2 separate regions of the Rattus norvegicus genome follow, and region 2 is linked to region 1. The links are chromatin contacts, called in public Hi-C maps. All regions are on one chromosome and are shown on one strand. The core of a region is the stretch at or near the end of the contact, and the rest is flanking DNA. Distances in the headings are between cores, read along the strand shown.

Region 1 (7,398 bases), core at 2,233-4,732:
CAAAATGAGACTCGAGAAGCTGACATTCTGCCTTGATGATGTCACTAGCTGTAAGACACTTGCGCTTTGGGCTACATCCAGGATTTTATCTCAGGATGAAAAAAATGAGTGTGGACAAAAAACCCAAGTGTGGACTGAGAAGCTCACAATCCAGTGATTATGATAGCAAAACCCTAGAGGAAAGGAAAGTCATGCTGCAGGGCTATGACTACGGGCAGGGTGTGGTCTATCTATTAAAGTCACATGACAGCTTCACGTGAAACTGATGACCACAGAGTCCTCACTTATCTAAGGTTCTGCTTCCAATTGCTCAAACATAAATATACCAGTGGAAAATTGTGTACTTTGTGTTTTAAAGGGCTCATCAGTTTGAAGAGAGTGGGAGAATATTCAGTCTGGTTTGCCAAAGGTGTGAATTATCCTCTTGTCCGAAGTATAGATGCTATTATATGCCACCTGCCATATATATACATATATATGTGTGTGTACATATGTACATATGTATAATAGTAGACACCATAAATTATCAGATTTATCAGATTTTTGTTACATTACTGCTGTGTTTGTGCTCAAGCAATCTTTCTTTTACCTAATAGTGACTTCAAGGTGCGAGAGGAATTAATCTGGTTATTTGCCTATGTCAATGGGAAGTCATAAAGTATTTCCTTCAAGTAAATTAGTGATATGATACTTAGAGACGACACTTACAAAATTTTATTACAATATGTTCTCATAGCTATGCTATTTCATTGTCAGTTACAGTGGTTCATTTATAAATATGTGCTTATTTATAAATTAAACTTTATTATAGGTGGGCATAATAAAACAGTATCTACAGGGTTAGAAACTATGCTTTCAGGTAGTCACTAGGGATTATGAAATATATCCCCTCAAATTACAGGAGATACTCTGTTATTTACTCAATAAATATTTCTCGAACACTTGCCCATCTCAGACACTGCTCTAGGTGCTGACAATGAAATGGGAACCATTTCTGTGCTCATCAACACGCATTCAGACGGAGAATACAGCAGATTGAATATGCTACAGCAAGATGACTTCAGTTGGAGGCAGACCCTAAGAAGGATGTTTCGTACATATTAAAAGGTTTGGGGGACCATCATTTTGTCAAGCTTTCTAATGTCCACGATAGGGGCATCAGACTTCATTTTATATGCGATGGAAACTGCCTTGGAGAATTTTGAGCAGAGTCCAATCTTTTCTGTCAGAACAGTGTGGGAAGAAGATCATGGGGGACAAACGTGGAAGCGGAGAAACCATTTGGGAGGTAAGGATGAGCGACAACAGAGTCACGGGTGTGGTGGCAATTTCTCATACCTGAAACACTGTGAAGTAAACCCAATGTGAGAGGTCGGTATGGTGGCTTTTACTGCAGGAAGGGGAGGGGGTGCTTTTTGCAAACGGATGCAGTGCATTTGGGTAAAGCTGAAGTATAGAGTTAGGGTCTGAAGTGCAGAGGGGAGGGGTTCCGGGATCTGAATGGTATTACCTGGGTCCCATCACGTGGATGGCTTCTGACTGAGAAGTGGCTTCACAGCTCTAAGTCCCCGGGGTGATCCAAGACCAAATATGCCAAGTACTGAGCCAGATTGAGTACAATGAGGACTGGAAATAACACTGCCAAGTCTCTGGTGTAGAACACGTAGGAGTCAGGGGAACACTTGATTCGGGCATGTTAACAATGGATGCATTTACTCAAAAGGAACACTGATGGGGGAGAGAACGCAAAGATCACAAGCCAACTAAAAGATATCGGCCTTTAGGAAAGGGTAGCTCTTAATTGGGATGACAGAGAGTCTGAATCCAAATATTGAGATGGTAGTTGATTTTGAAAACTAGAAAAGTCCTCCCCTCCCCCAACCCCCTTTCAAATTCTCACAGCCTAAGCTGGCTTTAAACTATGTAGCTGAAATGGCCTTGAGTTTCTGGACTTCGGATCCTTCCGTTTTTACCCCCTATGCGTTATATGTACTATTCTAGGCAAACTTTCCACCAACTGAGTTACATCTGAACCCCTATTCATTTAACTTTGGGTGATGGCTAATCTTTAGAAGCAGAAAGACCGAATGGCATTTTCTTGTAGCTGCCCAGATAAAAGGACAAGAAGAAAGGAAACTGCTCTTTCGTTGCTTGCTCTCATTCTCACTGGCAACTTCATCTGTCCCACTGCTGTGTCATTCCTTTGCCAGTATTAGATCCAAACTTTTTTGGGATTCCAACACAGACTGAAGAGCAGCAGCTCTCTAAAAATCCTCCAGGCCTCCAACGCCAGGTGGGGTCTGCTGAGACATCCAGCCCCTTAGACTGAGCAGCTACGGGATTCTCAGCCTTTCAGGTTGGAGGCAGCCATTGTTGGACTAGTTGAACTGCATCTTGTAAGCCACTCTAATAAGTTATATGACATATATATCCATGTGTGAACACACACTCATTTGATCAGTGTAACAACCCCTGGTACACTTTCAGTAAGATAGTAATGCTATGGGCATGGGAAAAAGCGAAGAGCCCTTACCTTTGAGAGGCTCATACTGGACTAGAGGCGAACTGATGGGGAGCATATAGCTGTGGAAGTTGGTGATGAGTAGACTGTTCTTTCGCTTTTATGCCTGCAATTCTTCACATATTTAAAGGAAGAAACTGGGACATTCTTGTCTCTGAAGCAGAGCTGTTTTAGCAGAACAGTCTTATCTCACTTTTAATTTGCAACAAGCGTTCTTAAGACTCCCATGAGTTAGGACATCTGTTAACAATTCTTTTATATGTGTGGTGGGGGAAGGCCTAAATGGAAAGTTTTCTTGCTGGTCCTGATGGCTCATTTCTGAACCTCTGGCTTTCCTGAGGCTCGGAAGAGACATTTGAAACCATGTGTAGCCTGGGCTACACAGTGAAATTGCCCACTCCTTCTAATTTTAAAAATTACATTAATTTTTTTTTTTACTTGTCGGTTTGTGGAAGAATTGTCATATACATCTTTGAATTCCTAAATGAAAATAAAAGTGAACGGAAGGGGGAAAATGAAGGTGTAGGATGTTAGTCTTAATCATGTTCCCAAATATCCCCATGTATGTATGAATATATCATGGAGTACAACTTGCTTTAAAAAAATTTTTTTTGATGATAAGGTTAGCATTGATATTTTTAAATATTGCTTATCTGTATTTTCTGACTTATATAAGGCAAATATTTAATTTTAAGAGTCTTATATAAAGGGGGTGGGCGGCGAGGAGTCGAATTACTAGAGAGTACTTTCTTTTACTAACAAGAAGTATGAAGAAACACTCTCCTGACCTGACCAAGAAGATAGACAAGAGATCTTTTCCCGGGAGAAGCGGGAGACGCGGGAGTGCGCATGCGCAGTATCTTTAGGGCGGGAGTAGGACCTGCTATAGGACAGGCTTCGTAGCCAATTAAAGGCCCGCGTCAGAGGCTTCTTCCTGAGAAGGCAACCGGAACTTGTGCTTCCGCTGCGCTGAGGAAAAAGTCGCTACGGGAAAAGCTAGAGCTGAGGTGAGCCGGCGCGGCGTTTGGCGACCGCAGCCAGAGTCTGTCTCTCCGCCCCCGCGGTTGCGTCTTTCCCGGCGCCACGCCGAGGTCCGGCGCGGGACAACCTGGGAAGCCCGGGCTCGCCTTCCTCCCACGTCCCTCAGCGGAGCCTCCCCGGGGCCTGAGGCAGGCGGCTGGCCGAAGGTGCGCGGAGTGCGGCTCGCTCCGGGCGTCTCGCGGACCGGACGACGAGCCGGACCGGAGGTTGGGAGGTCCGAGTTCTCGTCCCCACGCCACGGGCTTTTAAAGTGTCGTGGCCTTAGCCTGCCCTGTCGGCATTAGTAAAATGATAGTAGCCACCTGGGAGCGCGGAGGCTGGGGGAGGGGAGGGAGAGCCTCGGGCGGATCTTATCCTGTACCAGACTTTACGAGGGACAGGGACCAAGTGAGCCAAGTGTCTGAGCTTGCGACCACTCCCCCCCCCCGCCCCCCAAGCAAATGCTAGAAACTGAATTTTGTTAGTGTTAGCAAGTGAGGACATCCAGCGGCTCTGAAAAGTTCAGTTTAAACCGGTGAGGGCGGTTTTTGTAAGGTGGCAGGCTCTAAAACGGGATGCTTGAGTTATCGGGGTTTGCACTTCCGCGCAACAAAACGAAACAGCCAAACAAAACAAAACAAAAACGGAGTACAAATTCCCGTTATACATTTTACCCACTTCTGCACATTGGAAACTGGCTTCTTGTTTCTAAAATCAAATTGGGAATAGTTGTGCCGTTAGGAAGATAGAAGTGAGGATGCCGGTCACTTATTAGAAACCTTTGGGAAATGGGAATTTAGTATGGGTGTGGCTAAGGGAAGCGCAGATCTCATCTTCAAAAGCCCTCAGGGGACGAAATTTAGGCTGGGTGTTGACTTGATGTGACTGCAAATAGACACTAGTATCTTAGGTATATATACCCTGAAATAGTTGAGTTGGACGACCTGAAGAATTTGAAGTGACTTCCCTCAGATTTAATGTATTCCAGGTGTACGGAACCTGTATGTTACTTTCCCCTGTTACCTTGAATCTCAGTGTGAAAAAGCGCTCAAGAATCTTCTCATTGTATAATGTACTTAAACTCAAATTGGAAAAGCAGAGGGTATTTTGACCATATATGTTGCAGTGTTGGGACTTAGGTGTTAAATTTATGTAGAAAAGATGTTAAAATGCCAATTGTCAATAAAACTGTACTATAAGATGTTTGTAAGATGAGGCTTCCCTCAGAAACCTTGGAAAATTCTAGAAGTATGAAATTTAACAAGTGATTTTTGTCAAGACGTATAGAGAATCTTAAGTGTTTGGTTTTGGAAATCACTGTACAGTAGAAAGCAAAGTGAGATTGATAGACACCATATGTAGTTTGATTATGGAAAAGAGAAATAAATAAGGCATATGACTTTGTATATAACTGTTCTTTCCCAGAGTAGGTTTCAACGTATGCCTACCAAAAGGAGTCAGGCATGAAAAAGAAGTATATCATATACCATGTATAAGCCCCCCAATACAGACCCTTTTCTCTTAGTTTTCAGAATATATGTTTGTTCTTTGAGAATTTTATACACACACACAAACATGTGTGTTTTGATCATGCTTGCTTCCTCACTCGTCTAATATCTTGCAGACCACTACCATATCTTACTCCCAATTTTATATATTTTTAAAATATTTTCTTGGTTTTTAAAGATGGATCTTTAGCACAGGCTGGCCCATGTAGTTCAAATGGGCCTTGAACTCACAGCTATCATGCTTCTCAATCATTAGGACTCAACAACCATCATGCTTAGGGCAGTTTAAAAAATTGTTTAAAAATAACAGTAAATAAAGTCCTCTGCAAACCCGCAGTGGACTCTGCTGCTTGTTTTCCCACTTTGAATGCTTTATTTACATTTGTCAGGTTATCTACAATGTGTGAGTCCTTAATGCTAACATCATTTTTTAAACAAGCAGAACAGATCTTACTGAACGATCATATGAGTGCTCTTTAACAGGTGAGAAGGGCTCGAAGAGATTAAAAATAATCGTAGGATTTCCAAGTGAGGCTGTTCCGTGTTCTCAGAATTTCCTTCATAGACAAGGTTTGCACACCTCGACTTGGGTGTGTAGTTAGACACTAGACATGTCTCATGGTTCTCACTTCTGTTATCCTCACTGCAGTGAACATGGCGATTCAGCATTTTAAAGCCTGATTCAGTTAAGCAACAACCTGTAGTCTTGGGTGAATAGAGTTAAGAGCCAGGACACAGCAGGCCGTAGGACCAGAGCAGGTATTGTAAAGAAGACATGGTACCTGGGAGTCCGTGACTAAGTATGTGTAAGTGGTGATTCTACAGTAAAAAGGAGCCTGCCATTGTCCACTGTCAGTTGCAGAAATTGTACAATGGGAATTTATACTTGAATGTTGGAACCATAACTCATGCTATCACAAAGTAGACAGAGGGCAGACCTTTTTGGAAGGCCATCTTTGTGTGCAACTTTCTGCACCTTCCCTGCTCTATCCCATTAGTCTAACAAGGGACTAATCAGATCTTCATAAAGCCATAGCTTTGCCTTATTTTTCTCTTCACTTCTTCCTCCTTTGCCAGGATTACCTGTCTCCCTAGGGTGAAATTAGCACACCTGTTGTCTTTGCTGGCCAACAAGTTCTCAATTTTTATACTTCCCATCAGGAAGCTTGAAGATAATATGGTCTGAACCCACAACGAACTTGTACTGAACATTGTACTTGTGTTGATCAGGCTGCTCTGGTCTTAGGTTGGTATTTTTTTTCTCTCATCAGTGAAGTTTCATGACACAGTGACCGATGTCACAAGACCCACCCTCTCACACCCTGCCCTGCCCCAGCTTCCAGTTCCCTCAGATTCTCTTTATAGATGAAAAAAGGTATAGCTTTTGTTTTATTAACTGCCATTGAAAGCACCAAGGAGACAAAGGAAAATATATGGGTGTTAACAAAATATTTAATTAGAAAAGAATTGATAGCTATTCCCTGTTGTAAATGTTAACTTTAAAATCTAAGATCATCTTGTCTTGTACCCCGTACTGTCAGAAAAAAGACCATATTCCGAAGTCACTCGTTAGGGGCGGCAGTGGGGAGGTGGTGGTGATGTTCCGTTCTGAACTGTGTTCTGTTTCTTTAGGTTCTTGATTGTCCACAATGGGTGAACCACAGCAAGTGAGTGCACTTCCCCCACCTCCAATGCAGTACATCAAGGAATATACAGATGAAAACATTCAGGAAGGCTTGGCTCCCAAGCCTCCCCCTCCAATCAAAGACAGTTACATGATGTTTGGCAACCAGTTCCAATGCGATGATCTTATCATTCGCCCTTTAGAAAGTCAGGGCATTGAACGACTTCATCCTATGCAATTTGATCATAAGAAAGAACTGAGAAAACTCAATATGTCTATACTGATTAATTTCTTAGACCTTTTAGACATCTTAATAAGGAGTCCTGGGAGTATCAAACGAGAAGAAAAGCTAGAAGATCTTAAGCTGCTTTTTGTACATGTGCATCATCTTATAAATGAATATCGACCCCACCAAGCAAGAGAGACTTTGAGAGTCATGATGGAGGTCCAGAAACGCCAGCGCCTTGAAACAGCTGAGAGGTTTCAGAAACATCTGGAACGAGTAATTGAAATGATTCAAAACTGCTTGGCTTCTTTGCCTGATGATTTACCTCACTCAGAAGCAGGGATGAGAGTTAAAACGGAGCCGATGGATACTGATGATAACAGCAATTGTACTGGGCAGAATGAACAGCAAAGAGAAAGTTCAGGTCACAGAAGGGACCAGATTATAGAAAAAGATGCTGCCTTATGTGTGTTAATTGATGAAATGAATGAAAGGCCAT
Region 2 (7,398 bases), core at 3,227-5,726, 260 kb after region 1:
GCCACTGTGTGGGCTCTGGGACTTGAACCCAGGTCCTCTGGAAGAGCGGCCAGCACTCCTAACCACTGATCCATCTTTCCAGCCCCTCCTTCATGGGTTTGCAATACAATAGGCATGTGCTCAGTGTTCCAATCACAGGAGATGAACTCATTTTGCACCATGGGTCAAACGACTGTGTAGGCTCCTACTGTGTAGCCTATTAAAGTTTACTCTCTAGGTAAAAGAGTTTGATTGGGATAAACTACCCAAGAAGTAAACTGAAGGGGGTTGGGGATTTAGCTCAGTGGTAGAGCACTTGCCTAGCAAGTGCAAGGCCCTGGGTTCGGTCCTCAACTCAAAAAAAAAAAAAAAAAAAAAAGAAGTAAACTGAATATGAACAAGAAGCTTGTTTTCTGGGCAACAAATGTAAGTCAGATGTAAGCGAAGGGTCCGGGGGGTTACCTGGAGGAGAATGGGGGACAAGAGACGCGAAGAAGGACGCCAAGACAGGAGTCTGATCACGGCGACAATTTTATTTTTCCCCAAGGCTGAATTTATACCATAACATGGGTAACAGAGGGAGGGGGAAGTGTAAAACATTTACGAAGGCCAAGGGCACAGTATTCGTGTGGTCAGGGAACCGGCTGATGTTGACAGGATGTCAGAAAGTTCACAGGTTTGTCATATAGATTAGTCAGCAGGATGTTGGTTTTTCAGAAAGGTTACAGGTCATCACATTGGGTATCTTGACGTATCATATTATTATTCATTTTGACCACCAGATTTGTATTAGGCTTCTGCAGCTGGCTGGGCATTTTCCATGAACCCAGTCATACTTAACTCTAACCATAATAATAACATCACCAATGGAGGGCTTCAAGGGCATCGCTCCCAACAGTCAGAGACTAAAAAGTATGAGGCAGCTCCAGTGGCCACCAGAGAGAAGTGTCCTGAGAAAGGGACCAGCCACAGAATAGGTGCAGGGACCAGGAGAACTCAGCTATCCTAGAAGCAGCAAGAAAGCCAGAAGGGATGAAACAGAGAGGACAAGGAGGGGCTGGCACAGGCAGGACAGAGGCAGTCTCTCCAGGCAGAGGCTGAAAGGGCCTGAACAACACAGCAGGTGGATCCTTCTGGTAATCCTAGAAAGTGGAATACGTGGGCTGCCACAGGCGGAAAGAGCACTGTTAGGAGAGCAAGAGTGGAGTAGAGGATCCAGGCAGGACACTGATTCCTGGAAGGGGAGGAGGAAAGGGGAGAGAAGAAGGAGAATAAAAATCACTGGGATTCCAACAGAAAACACGGGAACAGTTGGGCCTCCTGGTTTGCTTAATCTGCTCCGTCTTTGATTTGCTTGATGGTCTCCAGCCCTGCTCCTCATCTTCCAGTCAGCTGACTGCTTGACTGAGGGTGTGTGCCCTCGAGCTCACACCAGTTTTACTGGATTCCTCAGTCAAATTAAACAGCAAACCCCATACTGAAGGGCCTGTGCTGGAATAAAATTATAATTTTCTAGGGACTGAGGATGTACCTCAGGAGAGTGTCTGCCTAGCCTGGACCAAGGCCTGGGTTCCACACCCAGCATGGTGGTGCACACCTGCAAGGTCAGCAGCACTTGGAATGTGGGGAAGAAATAACAAGTATAGGGAGTTCAAGGCCAGCCTGAGCTACATGAGAGCCTGTCTGTTGCGTTTGTTTGCCTGTTTGTTTGTTTGAATAGTTGCCTTGGGACAGAGAATGCACACTCAGCTCTCATTCCAGCTTGCTTTCCGTTGCTAACAGATACCAAGCAGTTTGGGGCTGAGTGGGTTTATTTGGCTTCCTGAGCATCCTGATGAGTGTCCATTACAGAGAGGAACGGGGCAGGAGCTCAGTCAGGGGCAGAGGCAAGATAAGGAGGCAGGCTGCTTACTGCCTTGCTCAGGCTGCCTGTTTATGCAACAGGAGACCACCTGCCCAGCCCGCACTGCCCACAGCGGACCAGGCCCTCCCACATCCATCATTAATCAATGCCCACACACATGTATGTCTACAGGAGCGTCCTCAGTCCAGGCTTCCTCTTCCCAGGCGACTGCACTTGTCCTGTTGACTAAAACTAACCAGTGTAGCTATTCATTTACTCGTATGATGCTTACACTATGTTATTGTTTTGAGGTTTAGTACCTGACATAAGACCATACTTGGATACATCAACTTTACACTTTATAAACTCTATACTTTCACAGCACATAAATGCCCATATTTTTAAAGAATATTTCTTGCAGCTATATTTGAAATATCAAAAAAAATGCACACATACATTTGTTTCACCTGAGACTAAATATTTGCTTGTGATAGATAAGTGATAGATGGTAGATAGTTGGTAGATAGACATATGATTGATAGATGGTAGATAGTTGGTAGATAGACATATGATTGATAGATGGTAGATAGTTGGTAGATAGACATATGATTGATAGATGGTAGATAGATAGATAGATAGATAGATAGATAGATAGATAGTGTTAACCAAAAGAAGATGAAGAAGAAAGAGGGGGGAGATGACTCAGAGGTTAAGAGCACTGGCTGCTCTTCCAGGTGTCCTGAGTTCAATTCCCAGTAACCATGGCTCACAACCATCTATAATGGGATCTGATGCCCCCTTCTGGTATGTCTGAAGACAGCAATAGTGTACTCACATAAGATAAATAAAATCTTTATAGAAGAAAAAGGAGGAGGAGCAGAAGAAGTTTTTATAGTGTACAAACAATCATTTAGGAATAGGAAGAGAAACAATGTCTGGTGGGAGCTGTACTGTTGGTAAAAGCATGTTCTTGGGATATCTTGACTGGAAAGAAGGGTGTGAAATGTCACATTTCCTAGTCGTTCCCTAAAAGTTAGGATAAGGAGGCTGCTGCATATGTGGCAGGGATTTTTAGTTTGAGGAAAGTGGTTGGTGTCACTGTTGGAAGGAACAGTGGAATCTGCAGAGACCTTCACTGCAGCCTTAAAGTCCCTCACCATGAGCACTGGAGCCTTCTTCTGCCATAGCTCAGACAGCACCAGGTCCAGAGAGTTTGTCCAAGAGCTAGAGGTCGTTTGGCATGAGGAAACCAGGAAGGCAGGAGGAAGCAGATCTTATGAGTTTGAATTTAGCCTGATCTTTATAATGAAGACGTTAACTTGGTCTACCGAGAGAGTCTGACATAGTAGGGCCAGATCTAGAAAAAGAAAGAGACAGAGACAGAGAGAAAGAGAGAGGAGAGGAAGGAGAGAGGAGGGAGGGGGGAGGTAGGGAAAGAGGGAAGGAAGAAAGGAGGAAAAGAGAGAAGGAAGGAAAGGAAGGAAGGAGGAAAGGAAGAAAGGAAGGAAGGAAGAAAGAATGAATGAAAGAAAAAAAGAGAGAAAGAAAGAAAGAAGAAATCATTCCAGGCCTGCAGTGTGGTGCACAGTACCTCAGCTCTGTATTGAACTTCCTCATACAATTCTTCAATAAAAGGGGCAAATAAGTATTTGTACAATAAGACTGTTTCCTGCATTTTTGTGGTAATGGCGGATTTCTGCATCCATTTCTTTTTGTCATGGGGCGGGAGTGTGGCAATGGAGGGAATTAGATAGTATCTTATGTAACCAGTCTTTATTTGTTTGTTTGTTTTTATTGAACTTCTAATGTGGGCAAAGAAGATTTTGACCTCTGGTTCTTCCCACCCACCATGGCTGTGTTCACTTGTGTGCACTGCTGTGAACAGCAGGAACAATTTCTTCTTTCTCTCTCTCTTTGTTTATTCTTTCTTTTTCTTTCTTTCCTTTACCCATCCTTCCTTCCCTTCTTTCCTCCTTCCTTCCCTTCCTTTTCTCCTTCCTCCCTTTCTTCCCTCTCTCCCTACCTCCCCCTATCTTTCCTCTTTTCTTCTCTCTCCCCCTCTCCCTCCTTTCTTCTCCCTGTGTCTGTGTCTGTGTCTGTGTCTGTGTCTGTGTCTGTGTCTGTGTCTGTCTGTGTCTATGTCTGTGTCTGTGTCTGTGTCTGTGTCTGTGTCTGTGTCTGTGTCTGTGTCTGTGTCTGTCTGTGTCTATGTCTGTGTCTGTGTCTGTGTCTGTGTCTGTGTCTGTGTCTGTGTCTGTCTCTGTCTCTGTCTCTGTCTCTGTCTCTGTCTCTGTCTTTTTCTAGATATGGTCTTACTACGCCATACTCTCTAGGTAGACCAAGTTCTTTTTCATTATAAGTATCGGGCTAAATTCAAACTCACAAGATCTGCCTTCCCTGTTTCCTCAAGCCAAAGTTGACTTTTAGCTCTTGGTCAAGCACTCTGGACCTGGTGCCAACTGAGTTGTGGTAGCAGAAGGCCCCAGTGTTCGTGGTAAAAGGCTTTAAGGCCTGTCTGCTCCAGATTGCAGTGAAGGTCTCTGCAGATTCCACTGTTCCTTCCAACAGTGACACCAACCACTCTCCTCGCTCTAAATATTCCTGATACACATACAGTGACCTCATTCTCCTGGAATTTCAGGGAAATATTTCAAAATCTGACCTTCCACACTGTTCTTGCTGCTTCTTTCCAGTCAAGGTGTCACAGGGACACTCTGGACAGGGCCAACAATCTGAAGCTGATTGATTTTCAGTAGCCTGGAAAGATACGGATCTTGTTGGATTGTTTATGTCCCTTGTTGTCATTGTTCAATTTTCCGTCCTGAAATTATTTGCATCTTCAGCAAAATCATGTGTCTCTGTAGTTATCCAGTTTCCTCTAATGTCTGCAATGAACACACCATGGAATCTTTAAACACACAGAGTGACATGACACTGTCAACCGAGCCATGGTCTTTACTGGGAGTCTTGGGATTGGTTCTTCAAGTCTGAATGCTTTAGCTGGGTGTGGTTGCTTATGACTATAATTCCAGCATGTGAGTATATTTCCAGCACTGGGCAGGGACATTGCTAGTATAATGTCAGCCTAGTGTACACAGCAAGAACCTGTTTCAGAAAACCAAGGGTGGAAACGTTGCTTTGTGGTAGCATGCTTGTCTAGCATGTGCAAAGTCTTCGCTTTGATTTCCAGCACTAAAAAGAAACATCAAATTGGAAAGTATATAGTACATGGTCTGAACAGATGGCTCGAAGAGCTCCTGATGCTCTTTCACAGGATCTGAACTTGGTACCCAGCACCCCTGTTAGACATCCAACAATTGCTTGTGATTCTAGCTGTGAGGGTTTCCATCTTTTTCTGGTCTCTGTAGGTGAGGGTCTCAGGAACGTATATCAAGTGAATGTGGGTACAGACACACACACACACACACACACACACACACACACACACATATATGTATATACATATATATGTATATATATAGTAAACAAATGAGATAAAAAGACTGTACTAATCCATACTGAGTCATTAAAATAAAATACAACAGAAAAGCTAAGCATTGTGTTACTGTGTTGCATACTTAAAATCTAGAAATTTGTACACAGAGGCAGAAAAGTCATAGTCTAAGGTCAGTCTTGGTTACATTGAGAGTTCTGGGCTAGCCCAGGCTACATGAGACTTCATTCAAAACAAATAACAACAAGAAACTTCAGCCAACCAAACGAAAATGCAGTAGAGTTTAAGTTCACACTGGTCTTCCCCACCTCCCAGTTCTTTGTTCTTCCCATTTATCACTTCCGCTGCCCAGGAGCCACGTGTGGAATTGCTTTGTACTTCTAGACTGGCACTGTCCGGTGCTAATACAATGAGAACTACACAGGCAGCTTTTATTATCCATATTTAAAGGAAACAAAAGGACAGGGCCTGCTACATGACTCAGTAGTTCAAAGCATTTGCTGTACAATCCCGGGACCCAGAATGTGATCCCAGCCCCCTCCAAACGAACACGATGTCATGCTCACACCTGTAACTCTAGCTCAGAGAGGGTCGGAGACAGAAGGATTACTGGAGCACGATGTTTCCAGCCTAGCTGAGGAAACACGAGGAGTTTTGGATATTTTACCGCTAATTATTTTACTTTTAGGCAGGTTCTCACGACGTAGCCCTGGCTGACCTCAGAATCACTTTGTAGACCAGACTGCCCAGAGATCCATCTGCCTGTGACTCACTGATACTACGCCTGCGATTTACACTCGGACGTTCGGTTACTTCCTTGGAGTCAGCTCTGACACAGCCAAACCCCTACGTAGCTCAGTCAGTGCAGCTCAGTTGTGCATTGAATTTCTTCACACAGCTTTTCAGTAGAGGGGGCCAGGTATAATGAACAGTTTTCTACATGCTTGTTATAATGATGGATTTCTATATCAGATTCTGAGGACACCAGACCATGTCTCATAGGAATGGCAGAGTGAGAGAAGAGGACACCAGACGCCCTCTTCTGGACAGCAAGAGCATATAGGTTCCCATACACAAAGGCACCCACACACACACATGAGGTAGGTTTTTAAAATAAAAATAGGTACACCGAGTTTCAAGAATTCACTTTCCTTAACTCAAATGCACTGGCAGTCCTGTCATCTCGACTTGGAATAGAGAGAAAAATCACTAAGGAGGGTTCATCCTCTTTCTTTGTAAGTGTTAGTAATTCAGTGTACATTTTACATGTGTTACATATCAAGACACTCAGCAGACATGGGGAGGAGGAATTAATTCCTGTGTTAACAAGACAGCTGCCACAAGGCTTTGTTTCTCTACCAACTCCTAAATTATTGCATTTTTAAACTTCCATTTATTTATTTATTTATTTATTTATTATTTTTGTCTTGGACAACACACTTTATTTAGATGGATTTGCAGTGTTAGGTAGAACAAATGCATGTGTCCTGTTAAACCACCTCGTACAGACAAGTAGTTCTTTTTTGCTTTATTTTATTTCAAATATGAACGCAAGAAATATCCTTTAAATAAAAAACGAAAGCTGTGGGCATTACTATGCTGTAAAGGTAAGTTCTATGTGAAGAATGCTATGGAAAGAATAACTCATGGTGAGCAATGCCTTGGGGAACTGTGAGAGAGGCTCCAGAAAATAGGGCAGGGAGAGGGCCTTTTACCTCAGGTGCATTTTGTTCCCTGGATTGTTCTTAGACCTGACTTCATGCCTCCTGTGATAGCATTTACATCCAATGTATGAGGCATCTTCATTGTGGGATGTCAGAACACAGCTGTAGAACCCAATCTGGTCAGTGGAACCTGAATCTGGATATGGCCTTCTGCCTTGCTTTCATGCTTTCCCAGAGTAACCTATGGTACGTGCCAGGCACTTGTGTTCTGTCCTAAGAAAGTTCTGGGAAAGGGCTGCTCTGTTAATAATTAGTATGTGCTTATTGACACTTACTGACATGCTTTTCTCATCCTGACTTTTTTAACTCAAGCAACCCTTGGATCATGACTTTCTTTCTTTTTCTTTTCTTTTCTTTTCTTTCTTTCTTTCTTTCTTTCTTTCTTTCTTTCTTTCTTT

What was found. Hi-C and Micro-C count contacts between places; a contact is called where the count stands out from the background.
Region 2: a contact with region 1 is called in a Hi-C map of liver, with 3 times the contacts expected there. The contact joins the enhancer-like site here to the promoter of Med7 in region 1. A contact is called at or near these places in 4 of 12 Hi-C or Micro-C datasets (the Rat2 cell line, Schwann cells, kidney and 1 more).

Annotation. Positions count from the first base shown.
Region 1 is chr10:31,351,555-31,358,952 of GRCr8, forward strand. It overlaps Med7 (mediator complex subunit 7), which reads left to right and starts at 3,483. Exons shown (of 3, transcript NM_001286183.1): 1 at 3,483-3,528; 2 at 6,127-6,295; 3 at 6,682-7,398. The coding sequence starts at 6,699.
Region 2 is chr10:31,607,750-31,615,147 of GRCr8, forward strand. No RefSeq gene overlaps it. Among named protein-coding and RNA genes, the nearest start is that of Timd2, 16 kb to the left of the region's middle. Within about 2 kb of position 4,477, at least 4 of the 93 cell types and tissues checked have an H3K27ac peak or open chromatin away from gene starts, as enhancers often do. A contact at or near this core is called in liver, where this site is marked.